2 separate regions of the Columba livia genome follow, and region 2 is linked to region 1. The links are chromatin contacts, called in public Hi-C maps. All regions are on one chromosome and are shown on one strand. Each heading gives the region's core, a stretch centred on a gene start, on an enhancer-like site or on the middle of the called end of the contact. The rest is flanking DNA. Distances are from core to core; before and after follow the strand shown. Region 1 has its middle 43 kb from the start of PLBD1. Region 2 overlaps GUCY2C (guanylate cyclase 2C).

Evidence for each region. A called contact is a pair of places that touch in the nucleus more often than the background predicts.
Region 2: a contact with region 1 is called in a Hi-C map of liver, with 2.4 times the contacts expected there. The contact joins two enhancer-like sites. A contact is called at or near these places in 2 of 2 Hi-C or Micro-C datasets (crop and liver).

The regions. Positions count from the first base shown.
Region 1 is chr1:170,583,215-170,586,508 of bColLiv1.pat.W.v2, reverse strand. No RefSeq gene overlaps it. Among named protein-coding and RNA genes, the nearest start is that of PLBD1, 43 kb to the left of the region's middle. Within about 2 kb of position 1,623, at least 1 of the 3 cell types and tissues checked has an H3K27ac peak away from gene starts, as active enhancers do.
Region 2 is chr1:170,648,645-170,651,938 of bColLiv1.pat.W.v2, reverse strand. It overlaps GUCY2C (guanylate cyclase 2C), which reads left to right. Exons shown (of 27, transcript XM_005507839.4): 16 at 1,079-1,165. Among named protein-coding and RNA genes, the nearest start is that of PLBD1, 23 kb to the right of the region's middle. Within about 2 kb of position 1,793, at least 1 of the 3 cell types and tissues checked has an H3K27ac peak away from gene starts, as active enhancers do.

The sequences.
Region 1 (3,294 bases), core at 374-2,873:
TTACAGCAAAGCTTTTGCCAAGGACAAAAAAAATCCATGCAAGGTCTGAAGTGATTTGTTTGCTGGAGCAGAAGGAGGTAAGTGTCAGCGGCTGGAAAGAGCATCTGTACTATGTGCAGGGGTAGGAGGAGCAGGTGGGAGACAGGAGACCACTGTGTGACAAGACTGACTGCTGAAGCACTCGCCACAGAGCTGCTTTTTGCGCTGCAGTGCAGCTCTTTGTTGACTAAAATTCACTGAGCAAGAGGACTCAGCCGTGGTGCCCAGCCACACCCCAGGTGTCAGCGTTGGTGCGTGTGCCAGCCGCAGCTGTGCCCATGCTGGAGGGGCATGAGTGTGATGTTTGCTTGGTGCCTCTTGTGAGGCACAAGAGAGGGCAGCGCTGCACAGGTGCACAGCCCCACCTCTGGGCCCTGGCAGCTCTGCCTGCAGGGAAGCTCTACCCACCGTGTGTCGCTTACCTGGTGGTGTTTGCTTGGAGGCTGGGAGGGTTTGTCTGTTGTTCCTGCTGGCTGTCATCAGGGCTGGCTTACCCTCTGCCTGGTTTGTCAGCTTTTTGAGCTCTCACTGTTGACTCACTGATTGCAGCTCCAGCCTTACAGCACAGCAATCTTGATGGTTTTTGGCTAGGCACCAAATATGAACTAAGTACTTTTTTGTGAAGCCCTCAGGTGTTTGCTGCCGGTCACTGCCTGGAGGGACATGTTTTAAACTCCTGTACTGGAGACTGGCAGCTACAGAGCCACTGCTGTAAAAGGCTTTAAGGAGAACACTTCAAAGAAGGACTTGAGCTGGCCCATGAAGGGCAGCATAAGGATGTGAGCTGGCAGCAAGCAAAGAACTGAGAATCTGTTGCATGTTGAGGCTGGACGCCCAGAGTGGCTGGAGGATGGCTGTTGGCTACTTGCCTGTCACTCCTAAGCAACTCAGCAACATTGCAGGTTGTATTTACTGCCTTTTCACCCAACCTTAGATAAAAATACTAATAGATAAGTATTGTTTAAAAGCTGGTCACCAGAAATTGCCAGTTGATTAGTGTGTTGAATGGCATTCTCGATCCAGGGCACACCTGGATGCTTCCTCCTGCAGGTACTGCAGGCAGCAGATGTGACGTGCTCACAGATGGGATGTGCCTGTTTGTAAACACACATGGAAGTGGGAGCTTTGCCTTTCTCCCACCTTGAGCCTCCTACCCTGAGGCAAGAGCGGCTTTGTGCTCAAACCCAGAGTTGTGGGAAAACACAGCTCTCCTTTTAAGAGCCCTTATTTCTATGAGTAAATGTTGACATCAGTGGGTCCATATGAGCCTTAGGACTCTAATCCATGTGACTGTGGCTATTTTATTTTTCCTCTGATGGTTGTGCTGTTAAAGGTCAGTACATTCCTCTGTCCCATGTGCTTCCTTTGTCAGCAGGCCAGCCTGGATTGATCTGCCAACCATGACCACAGCAGCTGGCTCCAGCTCCTGTCCCCGGCACAGCAACGTCAGGGACCAGAGGAGGCTTTGAGTAGGGCAGCATGGACCTACAGGCAGGGGCACGAGCAGTGACAGCTTAATTCTCAGGCAGCTGCACAAAGTTAAAAGGTCTCTTTCACCATCTCATTCCCCTCTGCAGATCTCACTGGTAGAAAAAGAGGGTTTGTGGCAGAAGCTGTCCCATTTTCCATGCCTGGCTTCCAGGTTTCTCCAAGTCCTGTGGCTTCTGCCTTTTAAACTTTGGGTTTTCAAGCTTGGCTGGAGAGGGACTGCATTTGGCATGGGGATGGAACTGGGAGGCGGTTACGATAAACTGCTCTCACAATAAAAAAAAGAAACCTGTTGTTCAGTCACTAGAGAATGATGCCTATGGAGAAAATGAATCCTCCCAGCATATAATGAAAGCTTTTGCTTTTTTACCATCCTTGCTTTCTGAAATCCAGTAACTCACCATTGCTCGCCTGTCTCATTTCAGCACATTGGCTCTCTCAGAGGTGGCAGTACCTGTCAACACTGCTCTTCTAACAGCAGAAACCCATGTGAGGTCTCAGCAGTGCTTGTCCCGGCAAAACTGCACAGTGCTCCCCAGGGACTAACCAACTTTATGACTTTGTCAGTGTCCTGGTGCAGTGCTGCTGGGTCACGTTACTTCTTCGCACATTCCTGTTTTTTCTTAGTTTCCTTATGTTACACACTAGAATCACAGAATGTCAGGGATTGGAAGGGACCTCAAAAGATCATCCAGTCCAATCCCCCTGCTGGAGCAGGAATGACCGGATGAGGTTACAAAGGAAATATCCAGGTGGGTTTTGAATGTTTCCAGAGTAGGAGACTCCACAACCCCCCTGGGCAGCCTGTTCCAGTGCTCTGTCACCCTCACTGAGAAGAAGTTTCTTCTCAAATTTAAGTGGAACCTTTTGTGTTCCAGTTTGTACCCACTAGCCCTTGTTCTATCCAACCTAACCTCTATGTACATTCTGCTCTGAGGCTGTAGCATCTTTCCAGGCATAACCCTTGAGTGTTTGGCAGAGCTGCCCTGCAGCGAAACAATCTGAGTGCTCTGGTTGTTCACTTATTCACTTTGCATTATACCAGCACAAACTGCAATTGCAACAGTGCTTGAGCAGTGTGGCAGTGTGGCTACACTACTACATTGTATGATAAAGTAGTGCTCTAAACTCTGTGCCATTTGTATGCTCAGGCTAAACAGGCAGTTTGAGAAACTCAGGACTTTCAAATGTGACTGTGTTCAGGCATCACTTCACTGGAGTCCATCATCTTTTGGTCAGTGACCTGAAGCAAGATTTATTAAGTGCCAAGAAACCAATTATTACCATCACTAATTAATTATATGCCCTTGTAGTATGGGCCCAGCACTAACTCAAGGAAGGCATGTCAGTAACTGCAAGTTTTAGTACTTTTTGAGTTCTCTACAACTCAGCAGCAGAGCTGGGTCCAAGAGGCAGCTGTTACCCGCTGCCTTCTAGTAAGGCAGTTTATTGGTTCTCAGCTAGGTTGCACAACATACTTCATGGTGCTGTACCTGACTTCTACCCTCAAAAAGCAACAGGGTGGGGGACACAGACTTTCTTGATCCCTGCACAAAACCACCTTTTTTATTGCTCCTGATTTCATTAACCTTGACTGATGTAATTAGTGCTGCACAGAACAGCCCCTGGCTTGAGCAGCAGACCAGGTGGGCACCCTGTGGCCGCTGCTGCAGGCTCAGGGCTCTAAGGGTGCTGTGAAAAGCCAAAGTCAGCACTTGTACTTTGCCCAAAGCCTCTTGCTAAAATAAAGAGTACTTTTCTAGAGGT
Region 2 (3,294 bases), core at 544-3,043, 65 kb before region 1:
ATTTTAGTCTGGAATATGGCAAATCCTACGCTGTAAGGGACAACAGCTCTTCATTTATTTTTATAAAAAGAAATAGTAAATTTATGCCTGGCAAGAGTTATGGAAAGACTTGTGGTTTATTACTACCAATATTACTTCAGTGTGGTCTGCAGCTTCCTCACAAGGGGAGGAGGAGGGGCAGGCACTGATCTCTTCTCTCTGGCGACCAACAATAGAACCCAAGGGAATGTCAGGAAGATGTGCCAGGGGAGGTTTAGGTTGGACATTAGGAAAAGGTTCTTCACACAGGGGTGCTGGAGCACTGGAACAGGCTCCCCAGGGAGGTGTCACAGCCCCAAGCCTGACAGTGTTCAAGAAGAGACTGGACAACACCCTCAGACGCATGGTGTGAACTGTGGGGTTGTCATATGCAGGGACAGGAGTTGGACTCTTCCTTGTAGGTCCCTTCCAACTCAGGACATTCTATGATTCTGTGATCATGAAGTAGTGATGACATCAGCTCTTCTGCAGGCACACAGTGTCCCTGCTTCTGAGTTCATACAAACAGTCTCATCAGTAGCAGTGATTTCTGGAATAAACTCATAGCAAGGCAGCAAAATAACAGCTCTATCTCTAGTTCTTTTCTTGTAAACTGTCCTACTCATGGAGGTTTACTTTTAGCAATGGAAACCATAGTGGCTGGAAGAGCTGTGAATGACTGGCACTTTTAAGATAAAGGAAAAGCCTACTTTGAACTCATAAGGCCATGAGTAAATTGATAGGAAATTTACTGTGAGCACAGACCACAGAAATTCCTTTCCCTTCCTCTTGCACACCTTGCCCATTTCTGTCTCAGCTATTTTGCTTTATTAAAGACTCAGCTTTCAAAGGAAATTCACTATTTACCTTTAATTGCACAAAATATTTTTCATATTCCCTGTTTTCTGAGTCAAGTCTTACTCTAGTGCATGTACTCCCTACAAAAAATGAAGGCTACCTCTTTCACTCACTTGTTGAAAGGGTGTGTGATTTAGATACTCATATCTCATCTCCTTTTTCCCTGGTCTCATTTAGAACCACTCTTTTCTTCTCTTCACAGGATGTTTTAAATGATAAAATCTCCTACCCTGACGGCACATTCATGGACTGGGAATTTAAAATCTCTGTCATGTACGATATTGCCAAGGTAAGTGGGCTGCTGACAGTGCAATGTTAATCAACCTGTCCTGTCTTGCAGAACAGATCCTCTGCACAAGGGCAATTCTCACAGTCTTCTCCTTTCCTTGCTAGAGGATGCATAACTTTCCACTCTTTCCTCTCCCAGGCATAGGTGTATGAGGCAGGAGGAGCCAGTGGCTCTCAAACTGAAGGAGGAAATGGGAGCCAGAGCTGTCTTTGTGCTATTTCTAAATAAATAAAGTATGCCCAAAAGAAATGTAATTCAAAGATCAGAGGGTTACAATCTGTTGACCAGTGGCTCTGATTGGTAGGGCCTGTGCAGTCACAAGACCCGCAAAACACACTGCTCCCTGGCCTCAGGCAAGGCATATAAAGAAAAACCGTGTTTTTTCAAAATGCTGGAATTATTCCAATTTGTATCCAGAGACAGAATGAAGTTTTTCAAAATAAACTGCTTAATTTGCATCCCGATTTTCTCACTCACTGGAGTGAGAAACTGTAAACTAGAGCTATCCAATTCAGGCAGTTAGAGAAGAAATTCATCCTGTACAGAAATCAACACCGGTTTTCAGTAGCATTCAACATGTCCTTGTAGTAGGAAGACTCAATATGAACAGTAAAGGAAATTCTGTTCTACATTAAAGACTTGTACCTGTTTAGCTGGTAGTTAAGGAACCTTTATAATTCACAGGTATAATAATTCATTATACCTTTGCAGGTAATGTAGAGAATTACCTCTGCCTTTTTGCTAGTGCTCAGCTGCTCTCCAATTCCTATTGCTGGTTTGCGGCTGGACAGTTCTTCCATTTCCCTACATGCATCAGTTTAGATTTGGTCTCCACAATGAATGACTCCACTGTGGCTGTTCTAAAGAGATATTGAAAATCTTGCTCTTTATTAAAGCCCATTTAATCCAAATTGTCACAGTTTGTTGGCCTTGTTAATGCCTTTCAAGTTGAGTTAACATTCAGCATTAAGTTTCATTCCCTTCCTCCTTATAGCATATGAAAACACATGGTATTTTTTAACCCTTTGCAGTTTGCCCTCCGATGTCTCCTAAGAAAACAGGGATTAGTACCGGCTCTGTTTACGAAAAGGAGTGAGAAATTCCAGTCTCTTTGAAGGGAGCAACCAAATGCCCAGTGACCGCACTGGGACTGGGAATTAACAATCAGTTCTTCCCTGCACTGTTGGTAATAGGGACAGAACATGGAGTCCGAGGATGGGTGGTACACCACAATTTTTCTGTGGAATGACTACTGAGCATTATTAGCCATGTTAGGCAGAGATGGTTCACAAAATCTTCCTGAAAACTTGTATGTGCCTAGGAATATTGGGAAACTTACTGTCATTTGGATGATTTGCAGCCTCTGCTGTTCCTTGACCTGATGCTGTGTTGGAGCCTCTGGACCTTAAGCATTTCCATGAAGTTCTTGTATTGCTTTTCCCAAACCACAGCTTCCCAAGATCCAGGCACGCTGTCTTTTTTACTTGAGTGGCTTCTTGCTTTACATAAGTCTCTTCATAGCCCTTCAGCTCCAGTTCCTCTCATCACAGCATCTGCCCTTTTCAAGCCCAGCTCCAGCTTTCCAGGCTGCTAAAATCCCTATGACCAGCTCCTGCAGTTCTTTTGCCTTCCTTTTGATATGGTTCTCCCTCTCCACACCACCACTTTCCTATACCCCACTTTCACCATTGCCCAAACAGTCCTTAGATTTCGCCTATTCTTCATCTGGTAGAAAAGCCACTGTATCAGCGTTTCTGAACAGAGGAGGTCGTATCATTTCTATTCCCTGGTACAGCCAGCCAAGCAGTGACTATTCTTTGAGCGTCCCCTAGTCCACTAGAGGAGGTGGAGAAGCTGAAGCGGAAGCCCTAAATCTGCTCCATTTACTTCCCCCCTACCCCTTTTTATTTTTTTTTCCTATCTCTGCTGTCTCTAGGTCTGATGGCACCATCTGTAGCTACATAGATTTGGTTACATGTGACCAAAGAGCTCTGATAAAAGGTCTGCTAAGAAGGAATTGCAGAAATCAAGCATTGCAGTTATTAATGCATACACTGTTGTTGCAACACCATTAAATGAAGGGCTGCTGCAGGATATTGTGCAAGGGATTGTGATACTCTTGCAAGGCG